Linked DNA regions of Rattus norvegicus: region 2 is linked to region 1. The links are chromatin contacts, called in public Hi-C maps. All regions are on one chromosome and are shown on one strand. Each heading gives the region's core, a stretch centred on a gene start, on an enhancer-like site or on the middle of the called end of the contact. The rest is flanking DNA. Distances are from core to core; before and after follow the strand shown.

Evidence for each region. Hi-C and Micro-C count contacts between places; a contact is called where the count stands out from the background.
Region 2: a contact with region 1 is called in a Hi-C map of liver, with 5 times the contacts expected there. The contact joins two enhancer-like sites. A contact is called at or near these places in 3 of 12 Hi-C or Micro-C datasets (kidney, liver and mammary epithelial cells).

The regions. Positions count from the first base shown.
Region 1 is chr4:182,364,125-182,368,055 of GRCr8, forward strand. No RefSeq gene overlaps it. Among named protein-coding and RNA genes, the nearest start is that of Ccdc91, 230 kb to the left of the region's middle. Within about 2 kb of position 2,452, at least 3 of the 93 cell types and tissues checked have an H3K27ac peak or open chromatin away from gene starts, as enhancers often do. A contact at or near this core is called in liver, where this site is marked.
Region 2 is chr4:182,618,650-182,622,878 of GRCr8, forward strand. No RefSeq gene overlaps it. Among named protein-coding and RNA genes, the nearest start is that of Far2, 85 kb to the right of the region's middle. Within about 2 kb of position 1,687, at least 3 of the 93 cell types and tissues checked have an H3K27ac peak or open chromatin away from gene starts, as enhancers often do. A contact at or near this core is called in liver, where this site is marked.

The sequences.
Region 1 (3,931 bases), core at 1,202-3,701:
AGAGTGGGTGGCTGTATGAAGTGGAACCTCTCCCTAAACAAACCAGACCCACAGAGCCATAAACAAGAACACACCCACACACACCTTGATGTCCTCGGGTGGAATCAGAGAAACTAGTCCAGTTTTAGATGGAATTTTAGGCCAGGGTAATTTTTAATCTTTCTAATGTAGATGCGGTCATTCATGTAAATCTCTCTCCTGAAGCACACATATTCCATTTCCTCCTGGTGTGTTACATGCCTTTAAAAGCGTGTTTGAATAAAAGGGAACTAATACTTAAAAATGAATAAAATCATTCATCGTAGCACTGATGTGAGTTTGTGCTTGGGGCTCCTAAGCCAAATGTCAGAAAAGACCGCATTCTTCTTTGTAATTTACCAAGCAGCCTTCTAGTGGGGAGCCAGGGCTGTGGGGGCAGGGGCTTTGCTCCTTTAGGAAGTGGACAGCAGCAACACAGCCCCTTCCTGCAGTTAGCCTTTCTTTAAGGTGGGGAAATTTTCACTCCATTTTTTTAAATGTCACGGTTGGCATAACGTAAGCAGAAAAGTGTTTGTTTTTAACCTTGCATGGATGCAGAGGGCTGTGTTCTGTGTCCGGAGCACTGGACTTTTCCATGCGCTCAACTACACCAGGCCAGACCAAACCAAACACATGGTTCAAGGACTCCGGTGGTTCACCGTGCTGGAGAAAGTGGCTTTTCCAAGACCTTTGTGGACCATCCCGTTGTGGACAATATTAACGGGGAGAAAGGAATCAGCAGGGAAGCTATTTTCCCAGTCTTTCACTCCCCATACCCGGTCCTCAGTGGTCTTACCAGCCTGCAAATTTTAATATTGTTCACAGAGCATACTCTCATCATATATATATATATATATATATATATATATATATGCGCGCATGTGTGTATGCATGTGTGTATGTGTATGTATAATATATGTATATGATGTATATGTATATGATGTATATGTATATGTATGTATATGTATATATATGAGATGTTTGGTGTCTCTGAGGGGCAACATGCTGCTGTTAGGTGACTCTGAGAAGCAGTTTCCTCTGCGTGCTCCTTTGGCTTTTCTGGTGCTTCTCTAAGGTCCTGTTACTTCATTATGTTCTTCTCTCAAAAACCAGTGGTGGTTCACTCCACTATCTTTCTGCCAGTGAGGTTTCTGGGGGAAAGCTGGGTTTGTGCCCTTGCTGTTGCCTCTTTTAGTTTTTTTCTTAGCATTCCTACATCCAGTAATTCTGCAACATCCAAACTGCTTTCTCTTTTCTCTCTGAGGTTCCCACATCTGTAACTGTCTGTCTAAAACATCTCCCCAAGGATTATTATTTGAAGTATTTCTTGTATCTCTATCTCTCTCTCTCTCTCTCTCTCTCTCTCTCTCTCTCTCTCTCTCTCTCTCTCCCTCTCTCTCCTTCCCTCCCTCTCTCTCCCTCTCTCTCCCTCTTTCTTGTTCTATCGCTCACTCTCTCATTCTCTCACTTGCTCTCTCACTTTTTTCTCTCTCTTGCTCTCTCTTACTTTCTTCCTTCCTTCCTTTCTCTTCCTCTTTCTTTCTTTCTTTCTTTCTTTCTTTCTTTCTCACATACACTCTTGCTGGCTTTCTGTCTCTCACTCTGTCTTTCTTTCTGGCTCTCTCTCACTCTCTCCATTTATATAAATGTTACACCCTCTCTAATCTCCCGCCTCTCAGGTACTCTGCTTGCTGCCCACAGTGTCTTCTCTTTGTGCTATGTCAAGTGTCCACTGAGGTACAGCAAAGCTCAGAGAGTCTCACCTCAGCTATTCACAGACTGTTAATTCATCCATTCTTCATCTACACGCTGCTGTTCTTTGATGCTAACATCTCACCTTAGTTCTGTCTTAGACTTTTCACCTCGGTTCTTACGTTTCCCAGTGACTTTACCCATCAGAGCCCTTTGAAAATCAGTTGTTAAAGCCCCAGGTGGCATTCCATCACGGCACGTCTGGTTCTCCTGTTGCTTGCTTTAATTGCCTTTTAATATGGCTTGTGGGTTTGTGTGTGCGCACGCATGTGTGCATGCACTTGTGAGTGTGTTTTAATAACTACTATGATGGGCTGGATAACAGCAGCTCTAAATCACATTTTACTGGTGGTCGGGTGGTGGAGAAGGGGGGCCCTCCCAAATCTTGTCTTTGTGTCTCTTTTTAAGCTTGTAACTCTGGACATGAACTTCATGAGGACATCCTAGCACCTAACCCTTGCCCCTCAAGTGTGCCAGAATGGCCAGGTTTAGCTGTAGTCAATGTTTCCTTTCTCTGGATCAGATAAGTTTTGATAAAACAACAGCAGGATATGCTACTGTTGAAGACCTTCTGCTGCAGCCAACTTTTTAAGAGGGGAACTCTATACAGCATGTAGAGATTCTTCCTCTTGTCCACTCCTGTGTATTAGTATGTGGGTGTGTGGATGTACACGTGCACAGAATGTGGAAGGCAGAGGTCAACTTTGGCTGTTGTTCCTCAGGAACATCCATTTAATTTTTAACACAGAGTCTCACCAAGAGGCTAAACTGGCTCATGATTGAACCCCAGGGACTGTGTCATATTCACCTTCCTGAGTTCATTAGAACAAGAGAGAGAGAGAGAGAGAGAGAGAGAGAGAGAGAGAGAGAGAGAGAATGAGAATGCAGGTGCCAGAAGACAATGTCAGATACCAGAATAGGAGTTTGTGAACCGCCATGTGTGTACTAGAGACTGACCCCAGGCCCTCCTCTGCAAGAGCAATAAACACGTTTACTCTCCGAGCCATCTCCAGTCCACCGCCTGGCTTCTTATAGACACCAAGGATTGAACTACAATTATCATGCATGCATGGCAACCCTTTTACCAACTGAGCCACTTCCCCAGTCCCTAATTTGTTGCCTTTTAAAAGTTACACATTAACCACAATTTTACAGACCTTGTGCGCAATTGCTTCACTTGAGTTCTTCTCAAATACAGAGAATAGTACTATGACTGGCAACACACAATGGTTCAAATGTTTCTGTAACAGCAAACTGCTACTTATTTTCTAGGTTTTTCTTATATCATTCTCCATGATATCTGGGAAGAAAGTATCTCTTTGAAAAAATTTATTATTAGCATGGTGTGCCTGAGGCCGTCAGAGGACAACTTTGTGAAGTCACCAGTTTCCTCCCGACTTTATATGGGTCTGTGTTGAATTGAGATCTTTGACTTTTACAGCCAGCGCTCAGCAGCCTGGGAATGGAAATGCCCTAATTGCTGTTTTCTGACAACACAGAGGCAGGGTCATCTTTTCATCTTAAAAATTTAACTTGTCTCTCTTCCAGGCTCCCAATGTGAAGAACTGTTATCAGTTGTTCAGGGTACCACTCAGTGACAAGGAATACGGATGCTGAGTTTCCCTGTGTCTGCTGGGAATTCCTCAACGTCATCTGTAGGCTTAGGAGAGTAGGCTAGGGACCCTGAGCCAGGCAGGCCCTTCGGCAGCATTGTGGGATACAAAGCACCTTATGGAGTGTGTTTGGAATAGAAGCCTCCTAGGAGAAGGCAAAGCTAGGGTGCCCTGGGCTCCTTTCCTCCTCTGAAAATCTATCCCAGGCTAGGATTTGTACCCCAATGGCTTCGAGAAAGCCTGGGAGCCCTTGTACAGTTGGGTGGGCAATCCTCAAAGGTCCACGTACCAAATGTGGTCATCCACTGCTGGTTCTGCTGGTTCACCGATTGCGGTCATCTGCTGTTGGTTCTCTTGGAGGATGTTGACAGTGAACATATACGTGCTGCCCTAGAATCTCTCTCTCTCTGTTTCATGGCCACCGTGTGTTCACTCCCCTGTATGTGCCCACTGTGCAGTGCTGCCTCAGAATGGGCCCCAAAGCAATGGACCAACTGACCAAAGACTGAGACACACTAACCGGGAGAAAGTAAGCATCTGTTTTTCAC
Region 2 (4,229 bases), core at 437-2,936, 250 kb after region 1:
ATTTGTGGGTCCTCTGCCAGCTCTGTACTTTAAGAATCTCATAAAAGCTTTTTTTCCTAGTACTGTCTTGACATGATTTCCTATAGTCAACTGGAGATAAATATTCTCTATAATGGTCTAACATTGGTAAATCCTAGCTTCTGCCCTCTCAGGTCCATGGTGAAGAAAAAAGAACTTTCTGTGTCCATCTGGGTGCCAGATCTTTGATACAAATCCTCACTGTTGGGCTGGGGTGATATCTCAGTTGGTCAAGTGCTTGCTGCCCAAGCACAAGGTTTAGTGATCACATGGGCAGCATTCTTGATATCCCAGCTCAGACAAGCAGATACTTGGGGCACTACCTGGCCTAACCTAGTTGGTGAGATCCAATGAGAAACCCTGTTTCAAAAACAAGGATATCAAAGAGACAAGGAATGATACCCAAAGTTGACATGCAAATGTGAGCATGTGTGTGTGCATATGTGTGAGTGTGTGTATATATGTGTGTATACATGTGTGTGCGCTCATGTGTGTGTGCAGTGTATGTGTGTACATGTGTATGTGCATGTGTATGAATGTATGTGTGTGCATGTTTGCATGTGTACATGTATGTACATGTGTGTGTTCGTGTGTTGTGTGTGCATGTGTGTTTGGAAAGTGAGAAGACAAGGGTAGAGGAGGTTATCCTCGGTGTTGTGTCCATCTGCTTTTCTGTGTACAGGCATAGACACAGGGAACTGGACTGAGGCAGTTGAGAACCAGCCTTGAGAGCTCCCAAGTTCCTTGCTCCAGTCTGCACTCCTCCACAGTGTTAAAGACCAAGTTTCCCACATAGCAAGGGTCTCTATTCTGTCTTTAGAACCCAATGGTCATGTGCCCATGTGACAGTCCTATGGTCCCTGGGCCGTATGTCTCATCCTCTCCCACCTGTGCTTCAGTACCACGTGTATGGTCAGTACACAAGGGGTTTCCCTGTCCGTTATATTCAGGCCTTTCTGCTCACTGCAGCATCATGCCAGACCTAGGGAGCAGTGGCAGCAAGTAGTGTCATGCCAGGCCCTGGGAGAGATCAGCACCGTAGTTCACACCAATTCTCATGCCTAAGGCTTTAAAACGGAGCGCAAACAACTCTAGAGCCATGGTGCTCTGCGTACTCCTCTAGGTGTGTATGTGTATGACTCAGTGAGAGCGCCACTCGCACATACACACAGAAGCTTGGCCTCTGACTGGGAGACATCCTGGCACTGGGGTATACTGGAGTTACAAAGGATGAGCGGCTTTCTGTTGGCTTTCTTCCCTCTGTGCGGCCCTGGTGACTGCCCAGCGAGAGGAAACACCCCATCATCGAGGATTCTTTTCCCTAGCTGCATTTACAAAATCTCTCTGAATAATCAACCAGCAATCAATCCGTGGGGAAGGCTCAGGCAGTCCCTGGCAGTGCAGTCCACGAGGTCTGGGGTCCGGGTGGGGATCGGGGGAGTGGAGGCGTGGGGCTCCGGAGCACAGTTTTGTCCCAAGTTGATTTTCTTAACCTTGGGTATGTGCTGTTGATGTGAAAGCAGGAAGAAATGCCACATTATCCCCCCTCGGCTTTGCGTGCCTTGCTTGGCACGGAGTCTGCCAGTTTAGACCACCTATCATGCAGACCTGCCTCGGAAGAAAACTGGCTCTGTGATAAACACACCTAGGGATCTGTGAGTCAAGAGTGCCCCCTAACGGAAGCATGAAGGATGCCTGGGATTTACCTTCTTTTCTTTCACTGGCAACAATTCTGTCCCGTTTTACATCTTGGGCTCAAAGCTTACATTTACCTTCATCTGTCAGGGTGAAACTTAAAATGCTCACTGCCTCCTGCCTTGGGTCCTGGACCCAAAAGATTCTTCTGTGGCTCTGGTCTCCCATGAATCCTGGCCCCTGCTTATAATTTTTACCCTTACTTATGATTGAGAAATGAAGGGTTTCTGGGATTAATTCCTCTCAGGTTTTAAGATGAGGTAGCCACAGTGATTTCAGCCCCATCTTCCTCTGAGAAGTGTCCATGCTTTTTCCTAAAGGCATGTGTTAATCATTTAGCCAATTCTACTTGGCGCGGGGCACCCCAAAGCCCTCTTGAGATGATGCAATGTCGCAGAGCGAGAGTCCAAGCTGATCCGCGTGGGTCGGCATAGGAGGGCTGCGTTCAGACTTGCTGGCTGCACTTACTGAGAAAACCCACATAGGTATGTTCCAGAAACAGTGACGATTAGCTCAAACTGAACCCAGGATCAGGCAATGCTTGTTGGACATTGCCTGCCTCTCTCCTCTGTGAGTGAGCTAAGCCATTAATACTTAAACAGTAGAGACAGCTGTTGGACGATGGGCAGTGTCTGAAGGGCCTTTCCACCCTGTCACTTGGCCATGAAGGTGGCTCAGACACGAAATGGATCCAGCTAGCTTCCCTTGCCACCCAAGCAGAACCAGGTCATGTGTACAACGTCAGACCATGGGCTTCCAAGAGCTATGGAAATTGGTGCTGGGAACTTGCTGTCCCTAGAAGCATGACATGTAGACAAGCGGTGCTTCTCATTTCTCTGTTAGACTGGAAATAACTCTCTGGCCTGTAAGTGTGTGAATTATAACTGGACCCCTGAGCCTGGACCTCAAGGTTTGTCTCTCGCTTTTGTGGTTCATAACATTAAATCACCATGGGGCCTGGGGGGATGACTCAGCATAAATATGAAGACTGAGTCCGATCCTCGGCCTCATGTTAAAAAAGGAAAACGGGGGGGGGGGGGGACAGAGAGAGAGAGAGAAGGGAGGGAGGGAGGGAGGGAGGGAGGGAGGGAGGGAGGGAGGGAGGGAGAGAAAAAAGTCAAGTTCAGTGGAGCACATCTGTAATCCTAGTATGGGGGTTGAGGGGAGACAGAGCAGAAACATCCCTGGAACTGGCTGGCCAGCCAGGCTACACAATCAGTTTGAGCTCCAGGTTCAGTAAGAGACCCTGTCTTAAAAAATAAAATGGAGGGGGTTGGGGATTTAGCTCAGTGGTAGAGCGCTTGCCTAGGAAGCACAAGGCCCTGGGTTCGGTCCCCAGCTCCGAAAAAAAGAAAAAGGAAAAAAAAATAAAATGGAGAGCAATTTAAGAAGACACTGGACAGTGACCTCTGGGATCAATGTGCATGCGTGTGCACACACCTGCGCACACACATGTGCACATGTGCGCACACACATGTGCACATATGCGCACACATGCACGCATGCACACACGCATGCACACACACATTATTCAGAGACACGGTATTTTGGAAACTTCACTGTCTTAATCCAGCAAGACTCTTGGCAAAGGTCTGCAAACATCTAAACCCAGTTCAGGAGTAAAGTGGCAAGGAAGATGGTCAAACCCAGTTCCATGTGTTCACATGAGAGGATCAGAAATTGAATTTTAAGCGTCTGTGCTGAAACGTAGAGGTGACACTGCCACCACCCCTCCCTAAGCAATGTAGTACAGCAAGGGTGTGTGCAGTATTCCCATTCTTCAAGGCATCCTCTGTAACACAGGGGGCTTGGGCAGCCCTAGATTCTGGTATGAAGGAACAGGAGGCCATGGAACCAATATCTGAAGAATACATAGGAATAACTTAACAATAAAGTGGGACCAGGACATATACAACAAACCCAGAAGCTCCAAGTAAGAACTGGTGTTTACTTGCACAGGCCAGTGCCTTGTCTGCCCAGGCTCTATTCCTCCACATCTAGAATGCAAAGGATTATGCCAACTGGTGGGAATGCTGAAGGTCACTGAGTGAATAAGCACCAAATCTGGTCAACTCTAAGTTAAACTTGACATGAGACTCGTCAGGTCAATGCCCAGCTTTTCACCTTCTCTGGTTTGGGTTCTTGGTGTTAATCACATGCGATAGGAAGCAGCTGACTAGTAGGTCCTGGATGCCACCAGATTGGTCCTCAAGAACATCCTTCTTTCCTGTATCCTTCTGATAAAAATCAAAACCCAAGACCCTACAGAATGGTAGGGCCGGAGGGATTCACTTTCCAGTGATGAAATTCTTATTTAAATGTGAATTGTGGGGAAACCCCAATTTAAACTTCCGTTCTAATTCGCAATCAACTTTCTAGCAAGGTAGGTCCTCTAAAAATATCACTTAGACATTGTTAGGGCCTGGGAGATAGGACAGAATGAAGTGGTTGTCCTGCAAACAGGAGGACCTGTGTTCCACCCCTACACGCCATGTTAGATAGCCAAGTATGGTGGT